Linked DNA regions of Arachis hypogaea: region 1 is linked to region 2. Evidence: chromatin contacts called from public Hi-C data. All regions are on one chromosome and are shown on one strand. The core of a region is the stretch at or near the end of the contact, and the rest is flanking DNA. Distances in the headings are between cores, read along the strand shown. Region 1 holds the start of LOC112706002. Region 2 has its middle 26 kb from the start of LOC112706001.

Evidence for each region. A called contact is a pair of places that touch in the nucleus more often than the background predicts.
Region 1: a Hi-C map of an unstated tissue shows a contact between it and region 2, with 3 times the contacts expected there. The contact joins the promoter of LOC112706002 here to the enhancer-like site in region 2.

What each region holds. Positions count from the first base shown.
Region 1 is chr8:9,567,731-9,571,233 of arahy.Tifrunner.gnm2.J5K5, forward strand. LOC112706002 reads left to right here and starts at 1,980. Exons shown (of 2, transcript XM_025757067.3): 1 at 1,980-3,094. The coding sequence starts at 2,370.
Region 2 is chr8:9,534,805-9,538,021 of arahy.Tifrunner.gnm2.J5K5, forward strand. No RefSeq gene overlaps it. Among protein-coding and RNA genes, the nearest start is that of LOC112706001, 26 kb to the left of the region's middle. Within about 2 kb of position 1,862, at least 1 of the 3 cell types and tissues checked has open chromatin away from gene starts, as enhancers often do.

The sequences.
Region 1 (3,503 bases), core at 730-3,229, 33 kb after region 2:
TTTTCTATTTTATTAATATGTATGAAATTTGGAATGGTAGAATTTTATATTTGTTTAAAATTTTTTTATTTTTCTGCGGGTAAAGTCGGGTAGAGTAGGGTTTGGAACTTTAGGGTGTAGATAGAGTTATGATTGAGAGATTCTCAACCCGTAGATGGGAGATGGTAGGATTTTAAGAAAGTTTTTAACCCGCAGATAAGATTAGAGTAGAGTCCAAACCCTACCCTACCCTACCCATTGCTAGCCATAGATTTTCATAATTCATAAATAGTTAATTATTACTAACATTTTTGTACATAATGCAATCGTCATACCTATAATTCGACGATTACAATTTATAATTAAGAGAAATAGTCTAAATAGACGTCAAGACTCCCAACACAACTACAGTAATTCCTACATAAGTCTTCATTAATAAGGATGGCAACGGGTCCTCATGGGGACGGGACATGCCCCCCGCCCCCGCCTCCATTATCTGTCCCTGTCCCCGTCCCATCTCCGCGACGGATAACGGGGACTCTGTATCCGTCGGGGACTCGGTTATTCGTGGATTTTTTTTTAAAACAAAAAAATTGAAAAAAATTTAAAAAAATAGAGATAATTATTGATAACCATGGAACCTCCGAAAGTAAATACTCAAATGATAACAGCAAATCCACAAATGAATAAGGCAAATTCACAGAAATTTTGATAATAGAATTAACACACATAGAATATAGACAGTGATAATAGCAAATCCACATATACAGTGATAACAGCAATCCACATATGAAGAACGATGAAGACAGAGACCCTCACTGCTGCGACAAAAGCGGTGACGACGACCCTCCCTACTGCGACGAATACGGCATTGAGAGAACCCTTCCTACCGCAACGAAGATGGTGTTGAGAGAATCCTCACTGCTTCAACGAAGACGACAACGGCGACACTCACGGACGCGTGAAGAGAGAAGACGCCGACAATGGATGATGAATGACGAAAACGGCGACGCGATTTAAGTGAGAAAAAGAGTGCAAATGCATGACGGTGAAGGGTTTAGGGTGGCAATAGTGAGGGGTTTAGGATGGCGGCGGATGATAGATGACGAAACGACATTAAGAGAAAAGGTGGATTAAAAAGAACAAGAAGTTAGGGTTTTGTGAATGATTTTATCAGATTTGAACGAAAAGAGGGAATGTCAAATGTGAATGATGGCTTGGGGTTTCAGGAGGGTTTAAAACTAATATGTATATATGAAGGATATTTTGGTCATTTTCTATAACGAGGATTATACGAATATCCACGGGACGGGGACCTCTATCCCCGTCTCTGTCCCGTTTATTATATAGGGTCCCGTCTCCGTCTCCTATGAAAGAAATTGACCCCAAATATGTTCTTTGACAGGTAAATTTTCACAGATACTTACTCCGCCGAAAAAAATTACTATACCTATCGATTAATGTCTCAAAATTTCAAAAATCAGTTAAAAAATCAACAAATACATTTAATAATTATTATTAAATTGTTACATATCATTCAAAAATAAATTATATCACATATCGTCATATTATTGGATGATCATCTATAAAAAAATTAAAATAAAAAATAAAAGATATTTAAAAATCTATTACTCATCTAAATCATTCTATTAATTTTTTAAATTATTACTTATTTAAGTATTAAAATATCTTTTACAAATATTCATATCATGGGCTGTTTTTTAGAATTTGACATATATTTTATTTACGAAAAAGATAAAATGACATGTTTCATTAAAGCGATGAGATATACTTCAAAAAAATCTTCTATACAAGAATGTGTACAAATTTAGATATATTTAGTATAAAAAAAGGGACAAATCTTATATTTCTTTAATTTATATAATAATTAAACCATGAGACAAAAAAAAAAAAATACGAGCACATATCAATCTAGAAGCATGATCTAATTTCTTAATGTGCAAATAATAGAATCAATATCGTTTTCTTCTTTTAGAAAAATAAAGATTAAAGTTACATTTAAAAAAAAAGAAGAGACAAACGAGAGAAATGTGAGGGTGAGAGAGCAATTAAAGAATTGGGCCCCACAAATCCACCAGCATCCAGAATCCCTTGACTTTAAGCCTTAAGGAGGCTAATCCCTGTTAATTTTATTCCCTCATTCAACACTATAATATCCCGATTACCAAACAAATTAATTAAATAATTAATTAATTAGCATTTAGCAGCATAAACCATAAAGCATTATTCTTTATTCATTAACAGCTCTCACTTCTCACTCCTATCTCAACCGTGTCGTCGGTGAATGAAAAACAAACACCTTTGCTTCAAACAAACATTACAAACACAAAACAGAACCACCAAAAAAACAGAGCAAGAGAGACATCATCATGCTTGATCCACGAACACACGAACCAACCAATCCATTTCTTCTCTACAATGGAAATGGAACAACAACCACGCATCGTAGTTACAACTCATCATGGGACGAAGTGGATTCTCCTCCTCTATGGAGCACGAGCCCCTCACGTGATCACAACAGAGCCAACCACCACCACCACCATTACAGAAGCATGTCCCCTGCTTCTCGAACACAAGCCATAGTCAGAGGCCAAAGGGAGCTCATGGAGATGGTTAAGAACATGCCTGAGTCCAATTACGAGCTCTCTCTCAAGGATCTCGTCGAGCATCACCACAGACATAACAACAATTCAGAGGAGGCGCCCACGGCGGCGGAGGACCAGAGGAAAACAAAGAGCCTAAAGAACGGTAGTGGCCGCGGCGGCGGCGGAGGTAGTAGAAGAGTGGTTAGGAGAAGTGGAAGCATTGATCGCGGATCAGGTGGATTCTATCTGAAGATGATGATCCCTTCTTTCTCTTTGGGATCTAAGAAGAAAAATAAGAACAAGAACAAGAACAAGAATAATGAGTCGTTGGTCTCGGCGAATAACAGCAAAGTATCGCCGAGGCCAACGACTAATAATAATAATTCTGATAAGGAGTGGTGGAAGAAGAGTGATGACAGTGGTTCTTCAAGCCTCAACAGTGGCAGCTCCACCAAGAGATCTGGTAGCAGTAGCAGTAGTAATAGCAGCTGCAGCACAAGTAATTCCAGGTATATTTTATCCAATCATCTAATAATTCTCGTCTATCAACTTTACATAAACGCAATTTAAGAACATATATATGGCTTTGATTTTCTGTTTGTTATTTGATTAAAAATTAGAAAATTGATGCCATGTGCTTTTCTTAAATCATCTTAATTTTGTTAAAATTCTACATATTAAATTAAATCATATGGTTGGTACAGGGGACAAGATTCTAGAACAGAAGTAATTATACAATTTTTTTTCTTATTTCGTGCTGTTAGTTAGTTGAATCTTGCAGAGTTTTCCGTTGTTTGTTTTGGTTCTGATTTCAGAACAGAACATTCAATTGTATATCCTTCAAATTGATCTGGATCTTGGGGAATATTTGCTTCAAAGTACTATAACATGATCTTAGGGTTTCGGTCCCAAAATTTT
Region 2 (3,217 bases), core at 612-3,111:
ATAATTTTGCGAAATTTTTAATTAGGTGCCTATACTTTTTTTTCTTTGAATTGGGTTTCTTCACCAAATTTTTTATTCAATCGAGTCCTTACACTTTTTTTTTTATTTGAGTCTTTGTACCAATTTTTTTTTAATTGGGTCCTTATACAATTAAGCTAATTACTATCAAGAGGGACCTAATTAAAAAAAAAATTGGTGCAGGGACCCAATTAAAAGGAAAAAAAGTATAAAGACCTAATTGAAAATTTTACGAAACGATAGGAACCAACAGAATAATTAAACCTAAAATATATAATAGCTATTATATTATAGCTACCTATGATGCACAGGCACTACACAGGACATGACACGACACGAGACACGCCGACACGCAAATTTTAAAATCTTATAAGACACGGAGACATGCATACATATAAAATATAAAATATTTTTTAGATAAATCTTAATGATATTTTTTATATTAAAACATAAAAAAATTTAATTATTTTTAATGTCTTATTTTAATTATATAAAGTATTTAAAATATTTTTTATTTTAATAAATAATAACATATACCATTTCTAAATTTATTTTAAAAATATATGTTAAGAATAAAATTGAATACGTTGACACGTGATGGTATTTAGGTGTGTCTAAGCATGTTTAGAAAAAAAATTTTTATTTTTTATTAAGACATTGTTGGACACAGCAAATACATGTGTCAAAGGAATATTGATGAGTGTCGTATCTAAAATATGTCTAACACGCGAACACGACAACTTATTCGTGCTTCATAGATAGCTACTAAAAATTTAGACCTAAAAGTAATTATTTGTTGTAGCGTGAGGCAATGGAAGATGTGAAATTCACCATCACCAAAAACATCCCGAAATTTTTCCACAAAGATCCCATGACGCTGCTAGACCGAAACAATTGAACATGAATATTATTGGCCGAAACAAATAAAAACAAGTAACTTAGGTCCGCCAGAAAATTAATGACCAGGTTTCAAAATGCGGCTTCTGATTTGGATCTGGTCCCAAAAAAATATTAATATTACCAAAAACTATGTCAAAAACTCCACATAGTTTTTTTTTTAATTAATTTGTTAGTTTCTATAGTTTTATAAAATTTTTAATTATATTCTTATATTTTTTTTAATTAGATTTTTGTATCAATTTTTTTTCAATTAGGTCTCTTTTGGTAATAATTGGCTTAATTGTATAAGGATCCAACTAAAAAAAATGATACAAGGATTCAAATAAAAAAAAGAGTGTAAGGACTCAATTACAAAAATAATTTGGTGCAAGGATTCAATTAAAAGGAAAAAAAGTATCGAAACCTAATTAAAATTTTTGCAAAACTATAAAGACCAACAGAGTAATTAAACCTTTTTTTAATTTAAATAAAAACTTTACAGTCTTATTTACTTAATTTATGTAACAATTCCTCTAAGTGAACAATGAGAGATGCGAACAATGTGAATAACAGATTTCAAGTCCATTAACCATTCAATTTCACTTTCACCCCAAACCAACCACCTTTACCTAATTTCACTTAGACCTAATTACACCCCCTTTTTAATCCAAATTTCCTTTTTCACCGCAGTCAGCCGTTGGTCACCTACCTCAGCACACAGTCTCCTTTGCCGGCGAGAAAGCTCCCAAGCGCTGCCGTCTCCTACTGTCACCAGCCCTGAGTGCAGGTGAGTCATTCCGTATTAAGAATAAACATCTTATTTTGCATGAAGAACAAACATCTTATTCGCATTAAGAATAAACATCCAATTTGCATGAAAAATAAACATCCGCATGCACGATGGAGGACAAAGCTGGGCTGCTTGCAGCGGCACGATGGAGGCGAGGGGAGCAGAGGTAGTCACTGCGGCGTGATGGAGAACGAAGTTGGACTGCTTGCAGCGGCACGATGGAAGTGCGACAAGGCTGGGATGCCCGCAACGATGGGCGGGATAGAGGCGCGACGAGGCTGGGCTGCGTGTGGCGGTTGGGGAGGCGCGACAAAGCACGGATGTGTGCAGCAGTTGCGGACGAACGAGGAAGTCGGAATGCGTGCGGTGGTTCGCGAGAGACGGCGGGGGGTTGTAGGGACTAGGGGTGGGGCGCAGTGCAGGTGTGAAAGGAAGGATTTGTGGTTGTTAAAAGTCAAATTCAAAACAAAGATTATATCTAACTAATTCAAAATTTAATTTTTAAAATTAAAATTAAATTTCTTTTTTTTACCTATTTTTTATGTCGTTAATAAAAAATATTGTTCCCGTATACTTTATCTTTATGTAATATTAGGAAGAATTATGTTTGTGAATGGGTAAAACACCTAAAGAAACCAAACGAAGAACAATATTATGTGATAGTCCCAAATGATATAATGTTACATGCATATCTGATTTTAACAATGAAATTATATAAATCGAATCAGATCAACTCAATTTAAACTTCCTCCATGTAAATCGAATTTAATGTATTCGATTTATCTATCTGCTATGTAAATTGAATCAATATAATTTGATTTAGCCTTGCCCCATATAAATCAAAATTAAACAATTTGATTTATCACTTATACCCTATAAATTGATATTAATGGATTCGATTTACGTGAATAGGATTTCGCATGGTGTAAATCGAATTAATTACATTCGATTTTCTGCATGTGGTGTCACATATAAATAGCTCACTGATTCGATATGTGTGTGTGTAAATCGAGTTACATTAATTCGATTTACTATGATAGTTACATATATAAATAGGAGCTGAACGTGAATTCCTCATCATAGTGGAACTCACAATGGCTAATGGTGATATTTTTTAGTTCTAGTGCACTATAGAGAATCGATTAAGAAAAAATGAGATCTGGAATAAAATTTACTAATAAGGATCCATTGAGTATTTTTCTCAAACCTTCTACGAGTTTCATCGAGTTTTAGAATAATAAAATCTAAAAATTGGGGCTGCTTGGCATGAAATGAGTAGAGAGATTATTCTACAGAATTTTGATTTCTATGTTGTCTGATGGTGTGAAGTACAATTCATTCGTCATAGACAATGACAAAGATTTGCAAGTTCTGTTCCATTGTGGTCATCAGTTTTTCAAGATAAGGACCCATGAGCTATTGACCAAGCTAGTAGATGTGGTCTATAGTTCAACAGGCTCGAACCCGAATCCTCAATATTCAACAATGCCAACCATCTCTAGTTCAATGCCTCTTGGTGCTTTATCATCT